Regions from separate parts of the Anas platyrhynchos genome. Here region 1 is linked to region 2. Evidence: chromatin contacts called from public Hi-C data. All regions are on one chromosome and are shown on one strand. Each heading gives the region's core, a stretch centred on a gene start, on an enhancer-like site or on the middle of the called end of the contact. The rest is flanking DNA. Distances are from core to core; before and after follow the strand shown. Region 1 holds the start of CFAP299 (cilia and flagella associated protein 299). Region 2 overlaps BMP3 (bone morphogenetic protein 3).

What was found. A called contact is a pair of places that touch in the nucleus more often than the background predicts.
Region 1: a Hi-C map of F5 follicle shows a contact between it and region 2, with 2.8 times the contacts expected there. The contact joins the promoter of CFAP299 here to the enhancer-like site in region 2. A contact is called at or near these places in 3 of 8 Hi-C or Micro-C datasets (F5 follicle, liver and subcutaneous adipose tissue).

The regions. Positions count from the first base shown.
Region 1 is chr4:49,185,812-49,191,360 of IASCAAS_PekinDuck_T2T, forward strand. CFAP299 (cilia and flagella associated protein 299) reads right to left here and starts at 2,991. Exons shown (of 8, transcript XR_011809167.1): 1 at 2,722-2,991; 2 at 1,090-1,214. FGF5 (fibroblast growth factor 5) reads right to left here. Exons shown (of 3, transcript XM_038178910.2): 3 at 3,837-4,917. The coding sequence ends at 4,558.
Region 2 is chr4:48,968,514-48,973,784 of IASCAAS_PekinDuck_T2T, forward strand. It overlaps BMP3 (bone morphogenetic protein 3), which reads right to left. Exons shown (of 7, transcript XM_072037554.1): 4 at 3,247-3,355; 5 at 1,653-2,505. Among named protein-coding and RNA genes, the nearest start is that of BMP3, 14 kb to the right of the region's middle. Within about 2 kb of position 1,473, at least 2 of the 8 cell types and tissues checked have an H3K27ac peak or open chromatin away from gene starts, as enhancers often do. A contact at or near this core is called in F5 follicle, where this site is marked.

The sequences.
Region 1 (5,549 bases), core at 1,741-4,240, 220 kb after region 2:
AATGTGTTAACACTTACAGACTGGCTAAACAGAGTGAAAAAAGGCTACATAAAATGCATGGTGGAGGGAACCAGCCCCAAGATATGATGAGGTTTCTCTGCAAAGCACTGAGTTCTCAGAGCAATTTGAGTTTTCTTGGAAAGCATGTGCTGTAGCTACACATGCTGTAACAAGTATGAGATGGCAAAAGCCAAAAAGAAAAAACAGCCTAGAAACCTACCATATGCACTGCTTGAACTTCCTTTGTCAGAGACTTTTGGAGATTACATCTACACTCTTTTCAAGGGCTTGGAAGAATAGAAGAGAAATAGCTGCCATAAAAGAGCAGACACCTTGTAATGATATCCAACCAGGCCCTCCTCCTGAGACAATTAAGACTTCCCAAGTGCTCATTCTCATAAGCCTAAGAGTGCTATGTTTCAGCTACACTACATTAAACATGCAGTCCCACGGCAACCTCGGTCTCCCTGATCTCAAGGAAACACTAGCAAGGGTTCAGGACTAGCTTACCTATTGCTGTTGACAGGAAAAGGACTGTAGGCTACACGACTCAATCAACTCAATCCTCAAAGCCTAACAATGACCCAGGAAAGAAAAGGTTTTCCCCTTCTCATATGCTACCTCTTTCCCATCAGTATGTTCACTGTACTGTAAATACTAATCACAGAAGTCTGACGTGTTAGAAAATTGCTATATCTTAGCTGCAGCTTCAAAAAGACAATATGCCTATCAAAGCACGTTACTTTGTTCCCAAGCAGCAATATTTTGGTGTCTCAAACATACCTACCACCTTCAAACCATAGAATGTGCTGAGTTGGGAGGGACCCACAAGGATCACCAAGCCTAACTCCCAAGCAATGTAGCCGCCTCATTCCTCCTGCACATCCCTGACAGGTATTGGGAAGCAAGGGGAAGGATGTGGAGACACAATGCAATCCCTGCCACAAATGAGGCCTGACAGACAGGACTCTGCTTTTGGGGATGACTTCATTTAAGGGAGAGAGTGGAAGGAATTCAGTAAGGGTGAAAGAACTTCCAGAAAGCTCCAGGGCAGGTGCCCAGTGAGGAGCACCATGGGCACACACTTACTTCTGAGAGGCTGATGCCATGAGTGCCGCTGCCGCTGCCTGCTGGGCCTCAAACTCCTCCCGCTGCAGCACATCCTTGGAGCCGATGAAGCCGAGCCTTGCCAGCTGCCGTGCCACCTCCTCGCTCTGCGGGAGGAAGAGGGATGTGGTCAGGGAGCAGTTTCAGCGCTGGACCCCAACTGCCCCCACTGACAACTTGAGCTGCAGGGACGCAGCTCTGCTCTGCACCCAGAGGAACCACCTCCCAGCAGGCCCCCACACTACCCTGCAGACATTCAGGCAAGCAGAGAAGGGCTCCTTGGCCCTTCCTTAGCTAGATAAAGTAATTGGGCAAAGCTGAAGGCAATCTGCCCAATACACCTGTGAAATCAGCTGCACCAAGGCAGGCAGGGCCGCAGGTAACCTGTGGGCTGTGCATCACTGGAGCCTAAGGAAGACCCAAAGGTACAGCTCTGCACCACCTCACCAAGAGGCCTTAGGCACTCTGTGTTGAATACCACCACAGATGCTGGCAGATCCAAGACTCATCGGTCAGCAACAAAGGAAGCACAGCAGCTGAAGGCCCACAGGTTCCTTCCTGCATTGTTCCTTCCTGCACCTCACCTCAGGAAAGAACACGTGTCTTGCTTTTTATATGTCTGGCTGGAAAATGATTCCTGAGGTTAAATTAATCTCCACACAGCAGAGTAGCACTGATGAGTTCAGTGCTCAGGCAGTGAGGTATTTCCTCTCCAGGCTGAGGCACCTGATAAGCTGACAGGCAAAATGCCACAGGAAATACCTCCTGCCACTTCCACCCATCCAGGAGCTCTGGCCAACTTTTCAGGAGCTGCAGGAAAGCTGCCAGAAGAGGTCCAGGTTTCTTAGAGCCAAAAGAGGATAGGCAGGCCCTTTCTGAAAGCAAACCAGTAGGCAACGGTGACTGTTTTCAATACCTGTTACCTCTAAGCCTGTGACAGAAAACCTTTCGTGACTTAACCCAAAATGTTTTCCACTGAGCAATGGGCACTGTCATTTTTAGAGACCAAATATTCAGCGGTCAGCACCAGCTGAGTATCACCATGATGTGACTTGTTCAACCACGTGCATCCCTCGCTATGATTCAGGCTAGAAGTCATGCTTCATAAGCAGTGGACACAGCAAGATCTTCCCCGTTTTAGTTAAAAAAACAGTGCAGCAGTGGCTCAAAGGCAGCACTGCACATCAGAGCCAGCCCCATTGCGTTCACCTCATGTTGTACTTCCAGACAGAGGGGCATTTCTTGCTGTCTTTGGCTGCTCTGGGTGGACCTCAGCTACCAAACTGCTGCTCACACAACAGGCTTTCTGGCCATGACCTGCAACTTGAGGCTTGCTTCTGAGCTCCCAGAGCTTCTGCTGCACACGTGAGCTCTGCTGCCACGTCCCATGCTCCGCTTCAGACTGAATTCAGCCCAGTTTGGGGGCTTACCTGCACACAGCGGCCGCACCACCTGCAAATGGCTCACGCTGAGAGGAGCGGGGCAGTTACCAGACACCAAGCACCTCGCCCAGCAGCATTTTGCCAGCCCACCTCCCCTCAGGAGCCGAGCGCGGCTCCTCCACACACCCCCCACACACCCCCCGGGACCCTTCTGCCCGCTCCCGGCGCCTACCTCCAGGTAGTAGAGGTCCCTCGGCGTCACCTGCGCCTCCAGGTACTGCTCGTAGGAGCCGAAGGGCTGCTCCGCCGGCTGCTCCTCCGGCTCCTCCGGCTCCTCAGGCGGCTCCTCCAGCGGCTGCTCCGGCGGCCCCTCAGCCATCGCGCCCTTCCCGCCCGCCGCTGTGGTAACGGCCGGCGCGAGGACGCCCCAACGGCCGCCGGCGGCACAGGGAGGGGTGAGGCTGGTCGGTGCCCTTGCGCCTCTACCTTTTCTTATTTTGGGGCTTTTTTTTTTTTTTTTCCATTTTGTCTTTGTTTTTTACTTTTTTTCTTTTTTTTTTTTTTGCATTTTTCTTGCTTCTTTTTGCTGTTTTTCCCTCGTTTGTTTTTTTTTTGTCTTTTGCTTTTTCCTTTTTTGCTTTTTTTTCTGCTTCTTCCTATTATTTTTTCTTTTATTTTTTCACCTTCTCCCCCTCCATTGCACTTTTTGCCCTTTTCCCTTTTTTCTTGCCTTTTCTTTATCCTATTCCTTACTTTTTTGCCCTTTTCCTCTTTTCTTCCTTTTTTTTTTTTTGCTTTCTGCCCTACTTTTGTGTTTTTCCTTTATTTTTAATTGTCCTTTTCCTTTATTTTCCTTTGCCCTTTTGCTTTATTTTTTCTTTCTTTTGCTTTTTTTTTTTCATTTCAGTTTTTTCAGCACTTGTTTGCGTCACGCTTTGAGCTGACATTCGCGAGCCTCTCTCCATGCAGTTCCGTGCCTAATGAATGTCTGAAGCCTTTTTATATCTGCAAAGGCTGCGGTAAAAGATGACTCAGAAAGCAAAGGGAAGAGGAGAAAAAAAAATAAAAAAATCGAGTTTTAGGAGTCGGTGCACATTGTGCAATAGCACCGTCTGCAGCCTTGCTGACAAAGAGCTCGAGGCATCATGCAAGAGTCCTGCAGCGGGTGAGGTGCAGCAGGGCACGTGTCCCGGTGCCCTTTGCAGGGCTGCCTGCAGCATGGCTGCTCATTAACCCCAGGCTTGGGAGGCCAGGCAGCTCTGTGCCCCTCGCAAAGGGTTCAGATGCAATTGCCAGCTGCAAACAAAAGCACAGCAAGGCTGACAAGGCTTGTGAAACGCAAGAAGGTTGACACACTCAAAAAGTTACCTTTATTGCTTAAAACTCTCTCAAGTCAGCTACAGACTGCTTTTAGTTTAACAGAGGTATTTACCCATCTATTTTCACCTTGTCAGCCTCCTTCTGACCAGCAAACCCGTTTGGGACCAGGAGGGGTTTTCAGCCCATCCTGCTCACATTAACCTGCAACAGCTTCGCTGCCAGTGCTGCCACACCACGCTCTTCCTTACAACACCACCACCACATTTAAATTAATGAATGAAGTGCAGGGTGAGGCCCTGGTAGGAGAGCAGAGGTTTTATGGTTCCCCACAGGTTCAGCATAAATGTTTTCCAGGTGTGTGCAGACCAACTCTGATCAGTGTATCCACGGGGCTGCACGTCTGCAAATGGCCGTCCTCCCCCTAACAGCCTTTACAAAGAGATATATTATTGCCAACACAGTTCCAAAACCCTCTGGCACTTGAGAGTTACTGGACGTAACTCTTGTACGAAAATGATTGTCGACAGCATCACCAGCGAAAACGGTGCAAGAAAACACGTCCGAGGCGGAGGCCCCTCATGGCTTCCCTCAGCAGCAGCAGAGCAACGCCTGCGCCTCACTCCCCATCCACGACAGCAGCGCCCACTCCGCTCCACCAGTGCCCCCACATCCATCCCATCTGGGAATGGGGAGGGGTACCGGGCTCCGCTCCTCCCCAAAAATCCCCCACAGCCTCCTTGTGGCACGGCTACCCGAAGCGAAACTTGAGGCGGTACTTGACAGGGCCGTGGCTGTGCCGCGGTGGGGTGGCCGCTGCCGTTTTCTTTGGTGGTGGTGGCGGAGGAGGTGGTGGCGGCTTCTTCTCGGGCCGGGTGACGGTGAAGGCCAGCTGCGGCGGGGGGGGCTGTCGGAAACGGGGCAAGAAGTGTGTGGAGACGTGCTGGGGGCGGGCGCGGGGGCTGCAGCCCCGCTTGGCCTTGCCCCGCTTGTTGAGGGCCACGTACCACTCGCGGCCCGAGCGGCGGCCGCGGTGCACGGCCGAGGCGTAGGTGTTGTAGCTGTTCTCCTGGAAGCGCTCCCGGAACTGGCACTCGGATGTGAAATGCGCCTGTGGAAAGCAAGGGGGGGACACAAAGATGGGTTAGCACCGCCATCGCTCTCCCAAACCGCTCCAAGCACAGTGGACACCCCGCAGTTTTGGCCTCTGGCCCGAGGACCCCAAAGCCCACTCCATCTCCTCGCACACATCACTCTGGCACCAAACCTGTGCCTGATAGCCTGTGAGGGCAGCTGTCATGCGGGTTGTAATTGCATTGGAGTTATTTATAACCCCCATTTTCTTCTGAAATCAACTAGGGTCATTCTGCCCAGTGCTATCTGTAAAACAATCACAACATCGCCCGCTGTAAATGGGGCTGCACAGTCCCCCAGGATTGGGGTTTTGGGAATAAGGCAGCCCACCGCCACAAACCATCAGCTCTACTCCTTGCCATCCCAACAAAATGAAGCATTTCTCATGCAAGTTGGCAAAGAAGCAGGTTTAGGGGCTGCCAGGTGAGCAGGCACAGGGGTAAGGTGTTTGACTGCAGCCACATCTCCAGAAGAAAATGCAAGGCACATTGAGCAAGTCCTGACCCCGATGACCCAAAGGTCCATGGGGCTGGGATGGATTTTCAACTCCTAATTGAACCAGAAAAGTTGAACCTTACAATGCAAGGCACAGAATCCCAGCACGCAGTA
Region 2 (5,271 bases), core at 223-2,722:
TGCTGCCTACGGGGAGAGACAGACAACAGCCAATTGGTTAAATATTTTGCATAAATACTTATAAAAGTGTCAAAAAACTTATAACCACTTCCAATTTATTGCTTTGGCACTTGAACTGTGAAAGTATTGGAGGAGGAGGAAAGGGATTAGTGAATAGTGTGTTTATAGGACTGCTGCCACCCAACGTCAAGTGAGAGTATAAATATAATCAGAAAGACCACAGAGATGGGATTTCAACCAAAGGCCTTCTAGGTTTAGAACAATAAATATCTTTAATCAGATATGCTTAAAGGAGAAAATACACTCTGTTTGGATTATACCTTTCCCCCTTTTTTTGTTTTGGATTATACCTTACTCTTTTTCAGTGAGGGCAACACTTAACTCAGAACAAAGGAACATATATTGGATTTATATTTCAAAAACTGGTTACTTTATAAAGACAAGAGAGTACCTTCTACGTAAGATCTCCATGGGGACAGCAAACCGAGAGTCCCACCTATCCATCCTCTAAAACGAACATATTTAAGTCTCTAGCCTCTAAATCCTCTCTTGCGGACAGAAACACTTGCGGTAACATATGATGGAGAGTGTTTGTAGCACAGAATCCTAACATGCCAAAGCCATTCAATTATTCACGGTATTTGATCTCTGTGCAGAGCTATCCTATAATAGACATTGTTGCCTTTGAAGAATCAGCAGTAATGACTCCCAAATAAACCTCAGCAAAGTCTGGCACCCAGCTCTCAGCAAGTTTTCTGGGAGACAAAGGAATCAGTGTAGGTCACAAGCTCCCAGACAGAACTTGGTTTTACTGCTGGGTCAACCCTTCGGTGTGATGAAAACCAAGAGACTGTCAAAGCAGGCTGCTCTGGATGGCCCAACAGTTGTCAAACAGCAAGTTTCCAGCATTCAGTGGATTTGGGAAGTTTATTACAGTGAGAGTCTCATTAGGGTTGTGGCATTTCCATTGAGCCCTGACAGAGGTCAGATGCATTATGGAGCAGAGCAGTGGAGTCCAGAGATGCAGTGCTATGACAGTGCTGCCTTCTCTTTCTGCTAGGACATGGTTCTTCTGCGATACTGCTATGTTATACACCTCTCCCCCACCATAAATATCCTTTTCTGAAAAGCGAGTTCATGTTTTCAGACATCTACCTGTGCATAGACAGTCTGTAATCAGGACAGAGATCTACCTGCTGCTGCCAAAGATGCTGAAGTACAGCACTTGCCATGCACAGACTATCCTTGAGCTCATCTCATTCCCTATTGCCCCTAATCGCCCCTACCGTCAGCAACATCTCAAACTGTTCCGTAGATAGTCTAAAGGACAGCCAGCACATGCTACTGCTCTCTCACATGCAAATCAACCCGTGATTTCAACAGAAGCTATGCATGCAAAATACTGCTAAAAGGAGGCTCCGGAGAGGATATATTAATTAGTCCACTTCCCTCATATGGTACTCAGATATCATCCAGCAGAGACGCCGCGTACCGAGCTGAGCAGATAACCCGGTAATTAAAACACACGGGACAATGTAAGCACCGTGTCCCAAACCACAAGCGTGGCTGCAGGCAGCGCTGCTTTCCTCATCTCTCTTCTCTCCCCCTCCCCTCCACGCTGGGGCTCCCCGGGGGGGGCGCTGGGGTCTCACCTGCAGCCAGCGGCCGAAAGCCGCGCACGGTGTTGCCCCGGCGGAGGGACGGAGCCGGCAGCCCCGGCGGGTCCTGGGGCCGCGCTGCCGCCGCCTGCCCCCCGCTGTACTGGTCGTAGAGCCGCAGCATGTGCTCCGACACCTTGTCCCCTGGCTGCAGCCGCTCTGCCCGCCGCTGTCCCAGGCTGTAGTCACCTGCCGCGGCTCTGGCTCGGCCGCCCTGAGCTCCTGCCAGGGCAGCTCGTCGCCGCAGCCCAAGCCGGCGAGCCTTGGGCACGTCCCCCAGCGCCAGGCACAGGCAGCCCCAGCCCAGGCACAGGCACAGCACCCAGCGGGCCGATGCTGCCATCCCGTTGCCGAGTCGCCCTTCTGGCCGGCACCGGGCGACGCGGCACCGGCACCCCCGCTGAAGTTGGCTTCGGACAGATGCAGCCCCCGACAGCGGGAGGAGAAGCGGGGCTGTGCTCAAAACCGGAGACGGGGTTTCCTCTTGTTGGTAAAGAGAAAAAGAAAAAAAAGGAAAGAAAAAAAAAAAAAAGAAGTGGGGTGGAGGAAAGCGCTGCCGTGTAAACTGCCCGTCCTTCCCAGTGCTGGCAGTGAAGGTGTTTATTTCCCTCGCTGTGCAGGTTGATTTTTGGCGAGAGGTGGAGGTGTTGCTCTCCGTGCGGCCGGATGCTCCTTCCCCACTTGGACTGGTGCGGGCGCAGCCCGGGTGAGTTTTTGTGGGGTGTGTGTGGTGTGCGGATGTGTGTGTGTGTGTGTGTGAGTGAGGGTGTGCGAGCGTGAGCCCCGGCTCTCGGGGCTGATCTGTGTAATCAGCAGCCAATCGCACCGCCCTCTTCTTCGGCTCCGGCTGCAAGCGAGAGGCAAAGCAAAGGGGAAACCACCACCCAAAGAAAAACGCGCACACACACACACACGCAGAGACAGAGGTGACTGGAAATGCAATCACTAGCACTAACTGTGTCCCTGAGGGCAGCGGGGGAATAGGCTGGTGGGATGTTCCCTTTTCACCTCCACCCAGCTTCTGCCAAAAGGCAGAAAAACAACGTGATTGTAACAAAACAAAAATCTTGAGTCAAAGTGTACTCAGCCATCTCCCCTCAGATATCTCAGGGCTTGGCTGGGCTCTGCACCATCCGGGGCAGGCAGGTGGAAAGGATTGTAACTGGGTTGTGTAGCCCCCCTCTCCCAGGGGTCACCCAGACTTGGTGGCATCCTGCTCCCTCCTCTGTCACCCTCAAACCCAGACAGGGCTGCCCAAAGTGTCCCCAGCAGCCTGGAGCTGGGAAGGGACGTGTACCATGCCCAGGTGAAGGCAGACGAGTGCTCTCATGCATGGGAAGCCTTCTGCAGGCTGCATGGGCTCAGGCAGGGAAACTGCACATCAGGACTCGTCCAGCACAGCAGGGTGCAGCAAGGTGTTCTGTGCACAGCTGAGAGGATTTCACATACCTCCTGCCTGGGCTGCTTTTCATAACCAAAAGGACATAAAGCTTTCACCCCCTTGCCAGTGCCACAGCATCAAACAGGACCCCAGATGTGTAACACTGTCCTTTCCAAAATATGCGCTGCAACACAAAGATTGTCTTACCTCATCCACCCGGTGGGGGAAAGCACAGCAGGTGGAAGAGAAGCTTCTTGACATTTTCATGGTGTGTAAATATATGGGTTTACATTTGGAGAATGACTTGGTTTCTAACCTGAAGAAGGGAAATAAGAAAAATGAGCTTACACCTTACTATATGGAGCTTAGCACACATTATTTTCAGCATGGGGCATTCACATTTTCAGTGGGTGACAGTCAAGTGTGCGATTATCACAATGTAAATGTATCAACTAAAATACATCATGTACTGGAAAGTGAGTTTGCTTTTCAAATTGCACTGAATTTAGGACCTAGATACTAAACATCCCTAAGCAGCTTTAAACAGCTTGTCTGTAACTAAAAGAAGTAAGTGCCTGCTGGCAGGTAAAAAGGAAAGAATGACTTTTAAAAGCAGACTAATGAATTTGTATGCATCTATATTTAAGTGCTCAAATACAAGATATGTCAGTGTCTTATTTTCAAAGAGGTTTGAGGCATCCAATTTGCCATGCATATCTAAAAATCTTGTACATAAATGTACGCACACACAATTTCAGTATTAATGCCAATACTAACTATACTTTTCATTTCATTCTTTATATAAGAAAATTACATTACTGCAACATGAAAATTGTGCATTTGATCACAGCTAAGAAATTTACAGCAAACAGCAATTTCTGGCTTATACCCATGGCAAAACTGTGCATCCCAAGGAGGAATTTTTAGGCAATTGAAACGCTGGAAGTGGTATTTTAACTTCAGCAATGTTACAGGTACCTTAAAGGAGGCTGTAGCAAGGTGGGGGTTGGTCTATTCTCCCATGTGCCTGGTGACAGGATGATGGGGAATGGGCTAAAGTTGCGCCAGGGGAGGTTTAGGTTGGATATGAGGAAGAACTTCTTTACTGAGAGGGTTGTGAGGCATTGGAATGGGCTGCCCAGGGAAGTGGTGGAGTCACCATCCCTGGAGGTCTTTAAAAGATGTAGATGTAGAGCTTAGTGATACGATTTAGTGGAGGACTAGTTAGTGTTGGGTCAGAGGTTGGACAAGGTGATCTTGGAGGTCTCTTCCAACCTAAATGATTCTTTGATTCTGTATACTTGCTGATGGCAAGAGATGTGAGTTAAAAACAAACAAACAAATAAACAAACCAAACCAAATCAAACATAACTAAACTCTCTTTTAAACCTACAGTGCCAAATCACTGGCCATATGACTGCATGACTGTGATCTTTTGCATAACCAACACATCTTCCAAACTGTGGCCTGACTGTTGAGATTGGACCACTGTAAATCAAGAATTATTTCAGTCAAAACGAAATACTCCAAGACAGTATACATCTCATGCACACTCTACTCAAGCAAAGGAGGATTTGACAATAACTGAGGTTCAGCATAGAAGCTCAAGCACCTTATTGCTGAGCCCTTATTTAAAATCTCTTAAGTGTTAGCAAAAGCACTGTTTATGCAAAATTAATTCAGAATCTGGCTCCCAGAGCCTTGCACCGCCACTTGACTGCAGTTGTTTAAACTAGGTGTCTAAAATAGAAAGTTTGCCCTATACAATCATATTACAGTCAGCGAAGACAGAGAAAGAGGACACCTGGTGTGAGGCAGAAAGGAAAAAATGACTTCTTGGGCCATTAAGTACTTTCTCTGATTCCTCTTTTTAGACTGCTGTTGCATTTTTTTGAGAATGCTGCAGATGCACATACTCAGTTTCAAACACCACTCCCTTTATGGACCGTCCCTGCAATGTGGTGGGACACGCAGTTCTTGAGCTCCTGAAGTTACAAAAACTATCCTTAGCTCAAACTGGACACGTGATTTTAAATGCCTGAGCACTGTGACTGCACAAACCAAACTGAACTAGCACATATAAGCAGTTACTCCTCATTAGTAAATAATGGCTGGCAAACTCTCAGACCTGACCTTTGAGATAAAACTCCTTTGCGTCTCTCTAGTAATTCTCTTCCATTTTTCCTGCGCAAGTATTGCGAATCACTAGCCAGTTGTTCAGAGAACAAAACT